Regions from separate parts of the Rattus norvegicus genome. Here region 2 is linked to region 1. A link is a contact called in public Hi-C data. All regions are on one chromosome and are shown on one strand. The core of a region is the stretch at or near the end of the contact, and the rest is flanking DNA. Distances in the headings are between cores, read along the strand shown. Region 1 holds the start of LOC120102826 (a long non-coding RNA gene). Region 2 overlaps LOC108350932 (a long non-coding RNA gene).

The links. A called contact is a pair of places that touch in the nucleus more often than the background predicts.
Region 2: a Hi-C map of liver shows a contact between it and region 1, with 7 times the contacts expected there. The contact joins two enhancer-like sites. A contact is called at or near these places in 8 of 12 Hi-C or Micro-C datasets (the A7r5 cell line, Schwann cells, frontal cortex and 4 more).

Annotation. Positions count from the first base shown.
Region 1 is chr5:28,818,544-28,825,154 of GRCr8, forward strand. The region is part of intron 2 of LOC120102827 (a long non-coding RNA gene); the gene reads right to left. LOC120102826 (a long non-coding RNA gene) reads right to left here and starts at 6,299. Exons shown (of 2, transcript XR_005504635.2): 1 at 1,524-6,299. It overlaps LOC120102825 (a long non-coding RNA gene), which reads left to right and starts at 6,410. Exons shown (of 3, transcript XR_005504632.2): 1 at 6,410-6,543. Within about 2 kb of position 2,423, at least 11 of the 93 cell types and tissues checked have an H3K27ac peak or open chromatin away from gene starts, as enhancers often do. A contact at or near this core is called in liver, where this site is marked.
Region 2 is chr5:28,919,350-28,925,960 of GRCr8, forward strand. LOC108350932 (a long non-coding RNA gene) reads left to right here. Exons shown (of 5, transcript XR_010066493.1): 4 at 216-3,688. Among named protein-coding and RNA genes, the nearest start is that of Plekhf2, 19 kb to the left of the region's middle. Within about 2 kb of position 3,427, at least 12 of the 93 cell types and tissues checked have an H3K27ac peak or open chromatin away from gene starts, as enhancers often do. A contact at or near this core is called in liver, where this site is marked.

The DNA of each region.
Region 1 (6,611 bases), core at 1,173-3,672:
CTGAGTTCAAATCCCAGCAACCACATGGTGGCTCACAACCATCTGTAATGGGATCTGATGTCCTCTTCTGGTGTGTCTGAAGAGAGTTACAGTGTATTTGTATATAAAAAATAAATCTTTTTAAAAAGAAATTGGCAAAAATGCAAAATAAATATCATCCTTTTAAACATGTATTTTAGAAAATACATTTATTGCCATAAAAATAATTATAAGAATTTGTGTGTACGGGACTGATTTTTAAGCTCATATATTGTCACTGTTCTCCTGATTTCTAGTGCCATGTTTCTGTAGCCATAGAGAGGCTCGTGGGAATCACGTTCTTAAGAGTGTGAGGATCCTGAGACGAACAGTGTTGAGAATCATTGCACAGTCCTGACTGCCTTGCTGCTCATGCCCACAACAGCATAGTGATACAGACTCTTCATCCCTCTGCTTTTCATCGTGGGGGATTACATATCAACCCTTTATCATTCCTTAGTGCTGCAAAATATCCGTCTCAGACATTATTACCCCTGGCTCCCTGGGACACCGGAAGCCACTGTGTTCTGAGTTCATTTTTAAAACAAGAATTTGACTTAACACTACAAGTTTTCTTCTAGCCTCAATGATATGAATGCTGTTCCTCTAAAAGTTTTAAACACTCAAGCACACCTGAAGCCTGGTACGGTCATTTCCACACTCAGGAGGCAGAAACAGGAAATCTGAGACAGAGTGAGACCTTGTCCTAAAAATCAAAAGGGAGGCTGGGAAGATGGTTCAGGGGATAAAGGTGCTTGTTGCACAAAGTCTTGGGACCTGGGTTCCGTTCTCTGGAATGGACATAATCAGACACCATAACACAAATGTGTTGCATCCCAGCATTTCTATAGTAGGATGGCTCTAGACTGGGTCGACAGGAAAACATTCAGAAGGGCCAATACCCAGGCCCCAAGTCCAGCATCAGTCCTTTTTAAAACTTCTCCGCTTTGTTCTAGTGTATAAACGAGGGTTTAGTTAGGGTTACCATTCCTAACCACGGTGAAGCACCATGACCAACACCACCTGGGGAGGAAAGGGTTAATTTCACTCATTTCCATAGAACAGTTCATCATCAAAAGCAGCAAGGGAAGGAACCAGAGAGTCAGAAGCTGATGCAGAGGCTGTGGAAGTACTATTTACTGACTTGCTCATCATGACTTATTCAGCCTGCTTTCTTATAGAACCCCGGACGACCAGCCCAGGGATGGCACCCCACAAAATGGTACCCAATTAATTACTAATTAAGAAAATGCCCTATAGCCAGATTTTACAGAGACCTTTTCCAAACTGAGGCTCCCTCCTTTAAGGTAACTCCAGCTTGTATCAAGCCGACATAAGGCTACCCAGCACACCATGTTTGCTTTCTGATCAGTGTAAAAATGCACACATTTAAGATGACATCCTGCTACTTTTATCAAGAGAACCTTTGTTTTTTACAGTTTTACTGCTGTGAACAGACACCATGACCAAGGCATCTCTCATGACATCTAACCAGGCTGACTTACAGGTTTAGAAGTTCAGTCCATTATCATGAAGCAGGGAACATGGCAGCATCCAGGTAGTCAAGGTGCAGGAGGAGCTGAGAGTTCTACATCTTCATCTGAAGGCCACTGGGAGAAAACTCACTCCCAGTTAGGAGGAGGGTCTCATTGTCCACCCCTACAGTGATGCACTTCCTCTAGCAAGGCCACACCTACTCCAAGAAAGCCACGCCTCCTAATAGTGCCACTCCCCGGGCCAAGCATATTCAAACCACCACACCAAGATTTTGGGCCCACCAAGCGTCATCTGATAGCAGGAGGCCCAACATGGCCCATTTGAAGGGAGCACTTAAAGCACAAATGAACGTGTTTAAATGCTTATCATTCTGTACCAGGTGTGCAGCAAGAGAGCCCCGGGGCACTAGTGATCAGACGGGCAGGGCTGAGTAGCACAGGTCATTTCCAAAAGATGGATCATAACTGGTCTTTTAGGTCCGGTGTCTTTGACTCCGTCATAACCAGACATTAGAATCCGCAGGCAGACTTGAAGCATCGCACTGTGTTAAACCTAGGAGGTCAAATCTGGACAGATCATCTCTGACTCTAATGGGGCCAGAATGGAAACTGCCTTGCTACATGTGAAAGTGGGAGCTAGAAATACACACTACTCCCAGACAGGAAAAGGAAAGCATGTCTCTTAAAACTTCCTCTTTCATAGTCTAAAATTATTCTTACACAGCGGGCGTGCGGCTGAGTCACCAGGTTATGTTCCTAGATGAGGGAGCGGTCAAAAGAGGGAGGCCCTGGAGGGACTTTACCTGGGGACAACGTGTCACAGTGAAAAAGAGCAGCCACGGGGCGCCATCAGGGGCAGGAACCTATGGTTCCGAGCCCTGCAGACTTAACCAGTGAATTGAGAATCTGGCCTGTAGGGGGCAGACCTGCACCAAGGACCACATCTTCCTCAGGCTTTGCTCTCTTGGGGAAAGTGCTTACAGTTCTAAAACGCCCATTTTGTTTTTGTTTTTGTTTTGGTTGTTGTTTCCCATCAGATCCCACCTGCTGCTCTTACAAGGGGCTGTTATTTTTCCTCTGGGCGAAATGTCCTATTCTAATCCACACTGTTTACAAAGAATAAGCATCACCTTCTCCCAAGCCTTGTGAAGGACTTTGATGATGCTTTCTGCCCAGATGTCCCTGTAGCCGCCATGGAAAAAAAATGGGACAAGTTACCTGACCAATCTGCTCCCTGCAGCACTTCAGGGACTCTAGGGAGACCTAGAGGGAACATTAAGGTAACTCCTCAATTACAAGAAGTGAATGGAGACTGAGATGCTGGCCCTGGCAGAGTTGTGCTGACGGGCCTCTGAGGCCAGGAAACCTTGTCTTCGTGACCTTTGGACGTGAGTGTTCAGCACACGCATTCCAAGGGTGCGGCGGTGTGGTTTTGTTTTTAAGGTTTTATAATTACTGCAGAAAACCATAACTTATCATCTGATGCTCTCACATTTTTGTGCCTGAGAATGCAATGCAAAGAAAAGCAGAAATTACTGCCCCAAATGACAAGTACGGCTCACCTGGTGTCTATCCTGGATTTCACAGAAATAAGCACAAACACTGGGTAGAGGTCTTGAGGGATTGAAAGGCCTCTTTCTCCTGCTCTTGCCCTACAGGAGGGCTGGAGGCCAGGAGCTAAGTCCCTTTCAGTACCTGTGCTTCCAGCCAGTTGCCATGGCATCAAACCCTAAAGTCAAGGCCCTTGCTTTCTAAACCCTGACAAGATCCTGGACCCAGGATCCCAAAAGCACCCTCCAGCCCCACAGAACAGCCGCCTGCCCCAAAACCACCCCACACCTGCATCTCTACACATGGCTAATCTCAATCTGCCGCCCTGTGACTAACAACTGTGCTCCTCAGAGGGGGTCCCCCCCTTCACAGTGAGAATCTCTAAGGTGAAGGCCAGCAGTCTCTCCCCAGACAGTCTGCAGTCCAGGTTCTCAGACCTGTCAGAGCCTCCAGCCCATGAGAAAGTGCCAAGAGGAAGGCACTGTGTGAGGGGAGGGGAGGCTACACCAGGCTAGCTCACTGCTTTCTCCATAGATGTCTAGATTCAGGGAGGAACCGTGAATGCCCTTGAGAGATGCTTTGACTCCAGCTCTTGGTGCTTCCACTCCACGCGTCCCAAGGTACTTACTAGATGGCTGGTGACATTTCACGACTTTTCTGAATGGGGCTGGAACTTCACAGAGGAACCGTGGAGAGAAGATTAGTACCTGGAAAGAACACCGGACCTGGAAGTCACACTAGCCCAGGCTATTATTCCAGCCTCTCCATTTTATCGAGGCATGCACAGGTTCAGAAGGCTACCGGGGCACACTTCTAGACACAGTTGATATATGATGCTGTAAGATAAACAGTCTTGGAAATGAAGGCCAGTCAGGACCAGAGTGTCTTTACTGCTATCCCTTCTCTTAGGCCTGCCTAATTCCATTCCCTTTTGCTTGTGACCTTCCTTACCCAAAACAGATCCCTCTAGATAATCCCTTAGCCTCTGCACCCCTTTCTACCTCTCTTTCCTCGATCAACACAGGAAGCCCCGCCAGCCTTGCAAGGACACACAACCTTTCTTAGTTAGGGTTTCCATTGTTGTGACAAAACACAATGACCGAAAAGCAAGTTGGGGAGGAAAGGGTTTATTTGGCTTACACGTTCACATCACCATTGATCATTGTAGGAAGTCAAGACAGGAACTCACAGAGGGCAGGACCCTGGAGACAGAAGCTCATGCAGAGCCCATGGAGGGGTGCTGCTTACTGGCTTGCTCCCCCTGCTCTCTTATAGAACCCAGGACCACCACATCAAGGGGGCGGCATCCCTCACAATGGGCTGGCCTTCCCAATCAACCTCTGATTAAGAAAATGCCTTACACCGAGATCTTATTGAGACATTTTCCTCAACTGGGGTTCCCTCCTTTCAGATAACTCTAGTTGAGTGCCAAGCTGATGGAAGGCTACTCAGAACCACCCACCAGAGCTAACCCCAATCACCCACCCCAAAGGGAAACCCTCCCACGGCTGCGGAGAGCTGATAATGGCTGGTGGTAGGTTTACATCTTACGACTATTTTCTTCCTCCTTCTAAAATATTTGTTTTAGTGAGTGTGTGTATCTGTGTCTGTGTCTCTGCACATGTGTTCATGAAGACATGCCCCAGCACGCCTGTGGAGATCGGATGACAACTTTCTTTTCTTCACAGTGTGAGTTCTAGGGGTCAAACTCAGGTCATCAGGTTTAGCGACAAGTACCCTCGCCTTCTGAGCCACTTCTGCCAGTCCCTTATTTAACTTTTGAAAAGGTAATATATCAGCAGGGCCCAATAGTTCCCAGTTCCGTGTTTGCCCTCCCCACCCCCGCTTCCTATCCCAACCTTTTAAAGGTAATTTTGATAGCTTTGTATGTATTTTTTCCAGTTGTTCTCTAAGTAAATGAAAGAGACAGACAAAGAGAGAGAGACAGAGAGAGAGATATTAAGGGAACCATAAGGCAACAAATTTTGCTAAGAGAATTTCATGAGCCACCAAGAGCTTGTGTGTGTGTGTGTGTGTGTGTATGTGTGTGTAGTGTGTGTAGTGTGTGTGTGACTGTATGTGTGTGTGAATGTGTGTATGTGAGTGTATGTATGTGAGAGTGAGTGTGTGTGGTGTGTATGAGTGTGTGTATGTGAGTGTGTGTGTGTGAGAGTGAGTGTTTGTGGTGTGTGTGGTGTGTGTGTGAGTGTGTATGTGAGTGTGTGTGTGAGTGTGTGTGTGAGTGTGTGTATGTGAGTGTGTGTACGTGTGTGTGAGTGTGTGTATGTGTGTGTGAGTGTGTGTATGTGTGTGTGAGTGTGTGTATGTGAGTGTGTGTGTGGTGTGTGTGTGGCGTATGAGTGTGTGTGTGGTGTGTGTGAGTGTGTGTGTGAGTGTGTGTATGTGAGTGTGTGTGAGTGTGTGTATGTGAGTGTGTGTGAGAGTGTGTGTATGTGTGTGTGAGTGTGTATATGTGAGTGTGCGTGTGTGTGGGAGTGTGTGTATGTGAGTGTGTGTGTGAGTGTGTGTGAGTGTGTGTGTGTGTGTGATAGCTCTTTCTAGTAGCTAAAGCTCCTTACTCTAAAGAAGGTTCCCATGGGACCCTATCCCATGATTGTCACCCACAAACAGCCATCACCGGCTATCTCGTTTCTAGGTCCGAGGGAGGAAAGGTGGCACTCTGAGACCTCTCTTCATTTCCTCACTCATTTGTTAAGCATTCCTTTTCTAGACACCGAGCCGGGTCCTAGGCACAAATACAGCCCCTGCACTTGTAGTAAAAGGGAAGACAACATAGGCCAAGGCTATGCTGAGATTCGATTGCAGTCCCAAACCCTTCCCTACTTAACAGTCGGCTGTAACTGTCATGTGCCGAGATGGTAGTTGAATAGGAATGGCCCCATGGGCTCATGTGTTTGAATGCTTAGCCTCCGGGGAGTGGAGCTCTGCCTCAGCTTGGGTTTCATTGCTGTGGAGAGACACTGTGACCAAGACACCTCCTTTAAAGGAAAACATTTAATTAGGGCTGGCTTGCAGACTCAGAGATTCAGTCTATTACATGGCAGCATGCAGGCAGACATGGTGCTGGGGGACCCAAGAGTTCTACATCTTGATCCAAAGGCAGCCAGGAGAAGACTGGATTCCACACTGGACAAAGCCTGAGCACAGGAGCCCTCAAAGCCCATCCCCCACAGTGACGCACTTCCTCCGACAGGGCCACACCTCCTAATAGTGGAGCTCACTACCGGGCCGCGCATCCAAACTCATGAGTCTACGGGAGCCAAACCTACTCAACCGCCACAAACTCTTTGATAAGATTAGAAGGATGAGGAGGGGTGGTCTTGTTGGAGGAGGTGTGTCACCGGGGGTGGGGTTTGAGCCTTCAGATCGGGATGTAGCTAGCTGTCATCTCTGGTTCCAGCGCCACGTGTGCAGTGTGCTCCCCGCAGTGATGACCCCAAATGAAGCCTCGGAAACTGTAAGCAAGCCCCACTTAAATGTCTGCTTGTTTTGTTTCATGCCTTGCCTTGACCCTGGTGTCCCTTC
Region 2 (6,611 bases), core at 2,177-4,676, 100 kb after region 1:
AGAAAAGTTTCCAGGCCTGGAGCTTAAACCTTCGCGGTGTAAAGGGCGTGTGCGCTGGAGCGTGGACCTTCCAAGTTTAAAGGCGAGTGCGAAGCCAGCAGAGGGAAGAGGAATGCATAGGGCTGGGGGTGGTTGATGTCTCCGTTACAAATTCACCCTTGATCGCTTGCTCAGCAGAAAATTTAGCCCGGCCTTTAAATATTTCTCCTCTGCAGCAGTTATGAACTCTGACGGTAGAGGGCACTGGGGAGACATTGCCGAAGAAAGAAAGGGCTCTGCTTTCTGGTTCTGGTATGTTCTACGCCAGCTCAACTTCTTCTTCAGTGCCCAGCTCTTGCAACACCCACGGCTCTTCTGCCTCCTGGCTCTTTTGTTTCACCAGATTAACGGGCACTTCCCCCAGTACCTTCAGAAAGACACTTCTCCATGAATAATTTGGGAATGCCAGGGACTGTATAGCGACACCTCGCCGCAGCAACTCCTGTCAGTCATAAAACACAAGGTGGCCGATTTTTTTTCTTCCTCGAGTATTCTGTCTCAACCCTAGGTGTTCTCCGTATCTGAATTATTTAGAATTATCTCTACTCATATTTGGGCCATAAAGCCAAAAGACATGATCCTAAATATCATAATCCAGAATGTTGAAATCATGAAAGTTCAATATCCTTAAGTCTAAGATAACAAAAAGATTAAAATTCTAAAATTACACTTCTGGGGAAGATTCAAATTTATTTTAAAAGACTTAGTTACATTTTAAGAGGAGATTTATTTGAGAAATGTAAAAATACAATAGACTATTTTATAGGCCACTTCTTTTTTATTTTTTTTTTTTCTTTAGTGAAGTTTATTTGAATGGAATGGCTTCCAGGCTATGACCAGGCCTGGGAGTAGAGTGGGGGGTATTAGGCAGAAAGAATACAATCATGAAGGTCTAAGCAGGATGTGGCCTTGAAGGACAGACAGGCTTTTTCCTGTAAAGAGGAACGAGGGAGAGAGGCCAGGCAAGAGCAGCTGTTCCAAACCCCAGGAGAGGGATGGAAGGTGGGGGGCAGAGAAATGTCTTTAGGGAACAGCCTTCAGGTCACCTACCTGAGAAAACTCCCCAAATGAAAAATCTGACTCTTTATATCCTGTTAGGAAATTTAATATCACGTGACTTAGTTCAACACAGCAGGCATGACCAAGCACATGGAGGAGCCAGGACCATAAATCATGAAATGGGCCTTTATAGGCCACTTCATATATGAAACACACACACACACACACACACACACACACACACGTGGCAGGGGGAGCATGCACAATAACACACAAGCTTACTACAGAGAATTCCATGATTATAATGGTTGTGAGCAGATGAGCTGTATTCATACATTGTTCAAAATGCAAAGTTACAAGACATGCAGAGTTTAGAAGAGCTGAAGCTCAGGGTCTTCCTCGGTTCCATGACATGTTCAAGTCCAGTCTGGACTATCAACATGGGGGTCGGGGAGCTGGGGAGGTTTCTCAATGGTTAGGAGCACTGGCTGCTCTTCAGAGGATCCAGCTTCAATTCCTAGCAACCACATGGCAGCTCCCAAGTGTGTATAACACCAGTCCCAGTGATCTGACACCCTCTTCTAACTTCACAGATGTCACCGATGTCACCCCCACAGAGACATACATACAGGCAAAATAGTCAGACACATAAAATAAATTAAAAAAAAATGCAAGAGTGGAAGTGGTGGCACAGGCCTTTAATCCCAGCACTTGGGAAGTTAAAGCAGGTAGATCTTTATGAGTTCAAGGCCAGCCTGGTCCTACTTGGGAATCTCCAGGCCAGCCAGTGCTACACAGTGAGACCTCCATCTCATAAAACAAACAAAAAATGCACAATGGACATATATATCTCTTGGTTAATAGTTTCGTGCATTCATCTTTATAACTGTGGTTGGTGAGCGATTTGCATGTTTTGTAAGATAAATAAAACTCACTGGGGAGCATGGATATCGCTCAGTATTGGGTAGAGCACATGCCTAACACATGGCAGTGTTCAGTTCAATCCCAGCACTACAAGAAAGCACGCACGCGCACACACACACACACAATGGGTCGTATCAGGAACACATTGTTTATGCAGTTACTCAAAGAGCCAAGATCTTAAGAAACGTTATCTTTCCCAAATGGAGATATACAAAAGACAATCTCTTTGTCTCAAAGAAAATTTGACATTTGATTGTTTGTTTGTTTGTTTGTTTGTTTTATTTTTGAGGCACAGTTTCTCTGTTAGCTCTACCTGTCCTGAAACTTGCCCTGAAGAGCAGGCTGGCCTGGAACTCAGAGATCCGTCAGCCTCTACCTCTGGAGTGTTGGGGACTAAAGTCATGAGCCACCATGTCCCTACTGAGATTTTAAGATCTTTATCACATCAAATCAACTATAACAATGTTTCTTCACAGAACTGGTTTTGCCAAAAATGCATCTAGAGGATAGACATGCTGATGAGTATCTTTAATCCCAGCAGAGGCAAGTACATCTCTGTGGGCTTAAGGCCAGCCTGGTTTACACAGTGAATTCCAGGACAGCCAAGATGACATAGAAAGACCATGTCTAATTCACCCCGGAATCCCATTCCCCCCACCACCAAAAAAAAGTAAACAACAGGAAAAAAAAAAAAAAAGCATCGAACTAGAGAGATGACTCAGCAGTTAAGCGCACTGACTGTTCCTTCAGAGGTCCTGAGTTCAATTCCCAGCAACCACATGGTGGCTCACAAGCATCTGTAATGGGATCTGATGCCCTCTTCTGGTGTGTCTGAAGACAGCGACAGAGTACTCACATAAAACAAATAAAATCTTTTTTTTAATAAAAGCATCTAATATCTGAGAAGACCTGGGGAGGAAATATATAACATGGTGAGGTGTAGAAAGTAAAGTTGAAGGTTTAACACTGTGTGGGAAGAGAGTAAAACAAGAAGTAAAGCTTACGCATATTAACATATTAAAAGTGTATGGGCTGGAGAGCTGGCTCAGCCATTAAAGGTCAGACTCACAACCAAAAATAAAGTGTGTTTTGCGGGTGGGTTGTAGGCAATCGCCTACAAGTAAGTCCATAGCAGTGGGCAACTATCATTAAATTTTATATAAGTCTTGAATCAGCGAATATCTGCTTTTTTGCTTTTTTACTTTCTTTTTTTTTGGGGGGGGGTTCTCAGGAGGAAAAAAATCTTCAGTCACCTTTTAGATAGTACACAGTGGTTTTCCCCCCACACTTACTTATTTTTGTGTGTGTGTACACGCACCAATGTGCCTCCGAGGCCGAAAGCAGTCATCGTATTCCCCTGGGACTGGAGAACAGATGACTGCGACCCACCACAAGGGCGCTGGGAACCAAATATCCAGTCCTCTGCAAGAGCGGCCAGGGCTCTACCGCTGAGCCACGCCTCCAGCCCCAGCCTGCTAGCTTTACTTTTTATCCGTGATTTGATGTTCGCTGACGTAGCATTCCCTCCCACTTTCTCCGTCTCCCACGTCGCAGCGCGCATTATTTTGAATATACAAAAGTCCGTTCTGCGGGTATTCACGTACTGGCCACGCGTTTGACAGAAAATGGCTGCGGACTAAACGGCAGCAGGTGAACATCCTGTCGCTCCTCACCTCCGTAATTGTGGGACCAGTTAACTTTTCTGGCTTCTTCACACAAGTGCAGTGTAAGTGCATCAAGAACTTGAAGGGGTGTCAATGCAGATAATAAACACACTGAAGTTTCACCCCTGCGGTACCATGCAGCTAATCCCTCCCCACCCCCTCCCCAACTGCCCTGCCCCCTTCCGGAGGCTGGACTTACCGCCCTTTTTTATGTAGCAGTTTCCCAGCAATGTGGGAATTCCGGGTTGGGGGTCTTGATTGAGGTTTTAGGATTTCAGCACTCAGGATTTGAATCTCTGGGGACGATGATCCTGGAGTTCAGGCTTCAAGGATGATCAGCGAGGATTTCAATATTCAGGATTGTATCTTTGGGGGCTTCCCATCATCACTTGGTAATAATCCTTTATTCCAATCACCCATTGAAGTAAAGCATTCTTTAGGCTTTTTTTTTTTTCCCTGAAAAAATGATCCCATAATTATTTTTGTCCCACTGGAAGTAAGAGCAGGCTACGACTGGAATGTCTGAGTTTGGATCTGTCTGAATCGAAAGCTCCCTCTAGCCAGAGCTGGAGCTTCCGGTTTCCGGTCTATGATATCTCGGCACTGGGGAGACTGAGGCAGGAGAATCAAGAGTCTGAATTTACATAACAAGGGCCTATCTCAAGGTTTTTGTTGAACATTTTTTTTTTTTTTGGTTCTTTTTTTCGGAGCTGGGGACCGAACCCAGGGCCTTGCGCTTCCTAGGTAAGCGCTCTACCACTGAGCTAAATCCCCAGCCCCTTGTTGAACATTTTTTAACTTGATTTATTTATCTGGGTGTGTGTGTTGACTTGTGGAAGACAGAGGAAAACTTTCAGGATGATTTTTCTTCTACCTTTGGGATGGAGGGATGTCAGGTACCTTTCCCTACAGAGCCATCTCAGCCAATCTCAGAAGCTTTAAACTATCTCTCTCAGGGGGTACCGCGATTACATAGACTCTTTCCTTTTCTCTGGCAAATCGAAGACTGACACTCATACAAGCTACAAAAGAGGAACAACCAAGGGAACAAAAAAATCCTTACCAAATGCCCAGTCAGGAGGCAAAATGAAACCGTACAGACTCATCACAGCAAAGGGTTAAACCTTACAGCCAACTCAAATTATTTGACTTCAATCTCACATGTCCGGCAACAGGTCGGGGCCAAAAGAACAAAAGTTACAGGGAGACCAAATCTTAGTTCATTGTGGCAGCATGAAGAACTATGCAGGAACTCAGTATTCAAAATGGAATCAAACTAGGAGCGATGGCCCACGCCTTTCATCTCCATACTTAAGTTCTAGACCAGTCAGAGCTATATATTGAGTGCCTGTCTCCAAAAGAAGAAAGTGGATTTAACTGCCTTGTTCAGTTGTGAGTGCCTTGTTGTAGAGATGTTGGGAACAAGGAGCGACAGTTACTGCCCAGATTACTATGGAAGAGATTATCGTGTTACTGCGCTGGGTACTGTATCGTGTTACTGAGCTGCAACTGAATGAGCCCATGAAGTCCCTCCAAAATCTAAGATTCTACTAAGCCCCAGCTAAAGGAAAGACAGGGGCAATGCTGTGCATTGTGTCATCAGGACCTCTGGGTACTGCCAGATGTCATCGGATGCAAAGAACAGACACCAAGTCACCAGATAGTGACATTTAAATACAGACTTCTTGCCCCGTCGAGAACACAATGTATCCTGTGGAATGCAGCAAAGCAATCACTGTAAACAAAATTATCCCGAAAAGAAACATAGTAGACACTTGGCTTTCATTCGGCTGAAGCATGTTTACCTGACTCAGAATTGCATTGTTTCAACGAGTCAGCAAATGAAAAGTGCCCTGAGACTAGGCTTTACCTAAAGGTTGGAGCGAGACGCTGGGAGAGAGGCAGCCAACCCTGATTCTGGATTCTAATCCTGTTTTTCTAGTAACCTTGAGTCGGGCAAGGAGGGTGGGGGGCGGGGGAAGAAAGCAAACGAACTTGATTTTGCTGAACCCTGGTTTGTCCAGCTACAGGAATAAAGAAAGCCACCGTCACACCCCCTTGTACAGTGTGTGAAAATCCAGCAGGAAATGCCCAGGGAAACAGGAAACGATGCACTTGTTGGTGAAGATACTCCAGGTCAGAGCTTTGTGTGGAGAAGTTCCTGCGAATAGCTTACGCTGCCGAGAACTGGATCATCCAGCCAACGTTTTCCAACACCCTCTGAGTTAGTTTCCTTTCTAAAGATGTCCGATTCCCATCTACTTGGCTCTAGTTCTTGTATAAATGTAAAGCGGTGGGTCTGATGGCCTGGAATCCATGTAGTCAGAAGCCATGTAAAGTGGAAAACCTCTAGACCGAACAGTTTATCAGCTGTGATCACCCACCATCATCACCAAAAACGATCTAGTTGCAAAGGCAAGGCGGACGTCTGTGCTGTACAGCCCTTTCCAGGTTAATCACTTGCTTCCATGTTCTGTTTGCTATTGTCCTATTTCCTTTCTGCATGCAGACCACATCCTGAGGAGGAAATCTATTTAAAACCTGACCCGCACAGGTATCTCCGTCTCGGGGCCATTTACTGATGGCCCATTTATTCCTCGGAGGGCGAGTGGACCAAGACAGGTTACTTGACAGGGGTGGGGCTTGGGGGAGAGGTGGTGAGGGATGGGCCTTCAGAGTTTACCTCCCTTCATCAGTTTACCTCAGTTCTTAACTTCCAGCTCAGACAGACTTAGCCATGTCTCACCCAAAACCTTATGCTTGAAAACAGGATAATTGTCTGCATCCCATAGCCAGGCAAAAGAACCTAAGACTTGTTTGCAGATGTTCTGTGAGACCCGGCGGCAATGGAAAGGTCACCAGAGACCTCATTTAAAGGTTGTCTCTCCTAACAACAGAGGATTAATGCGCAGTTACAAATGTCCTACAATTGGAAACACTTCAGAGATGAGAGAGTGGAGGGGTGTAGTCAGTCAGAGGGACACC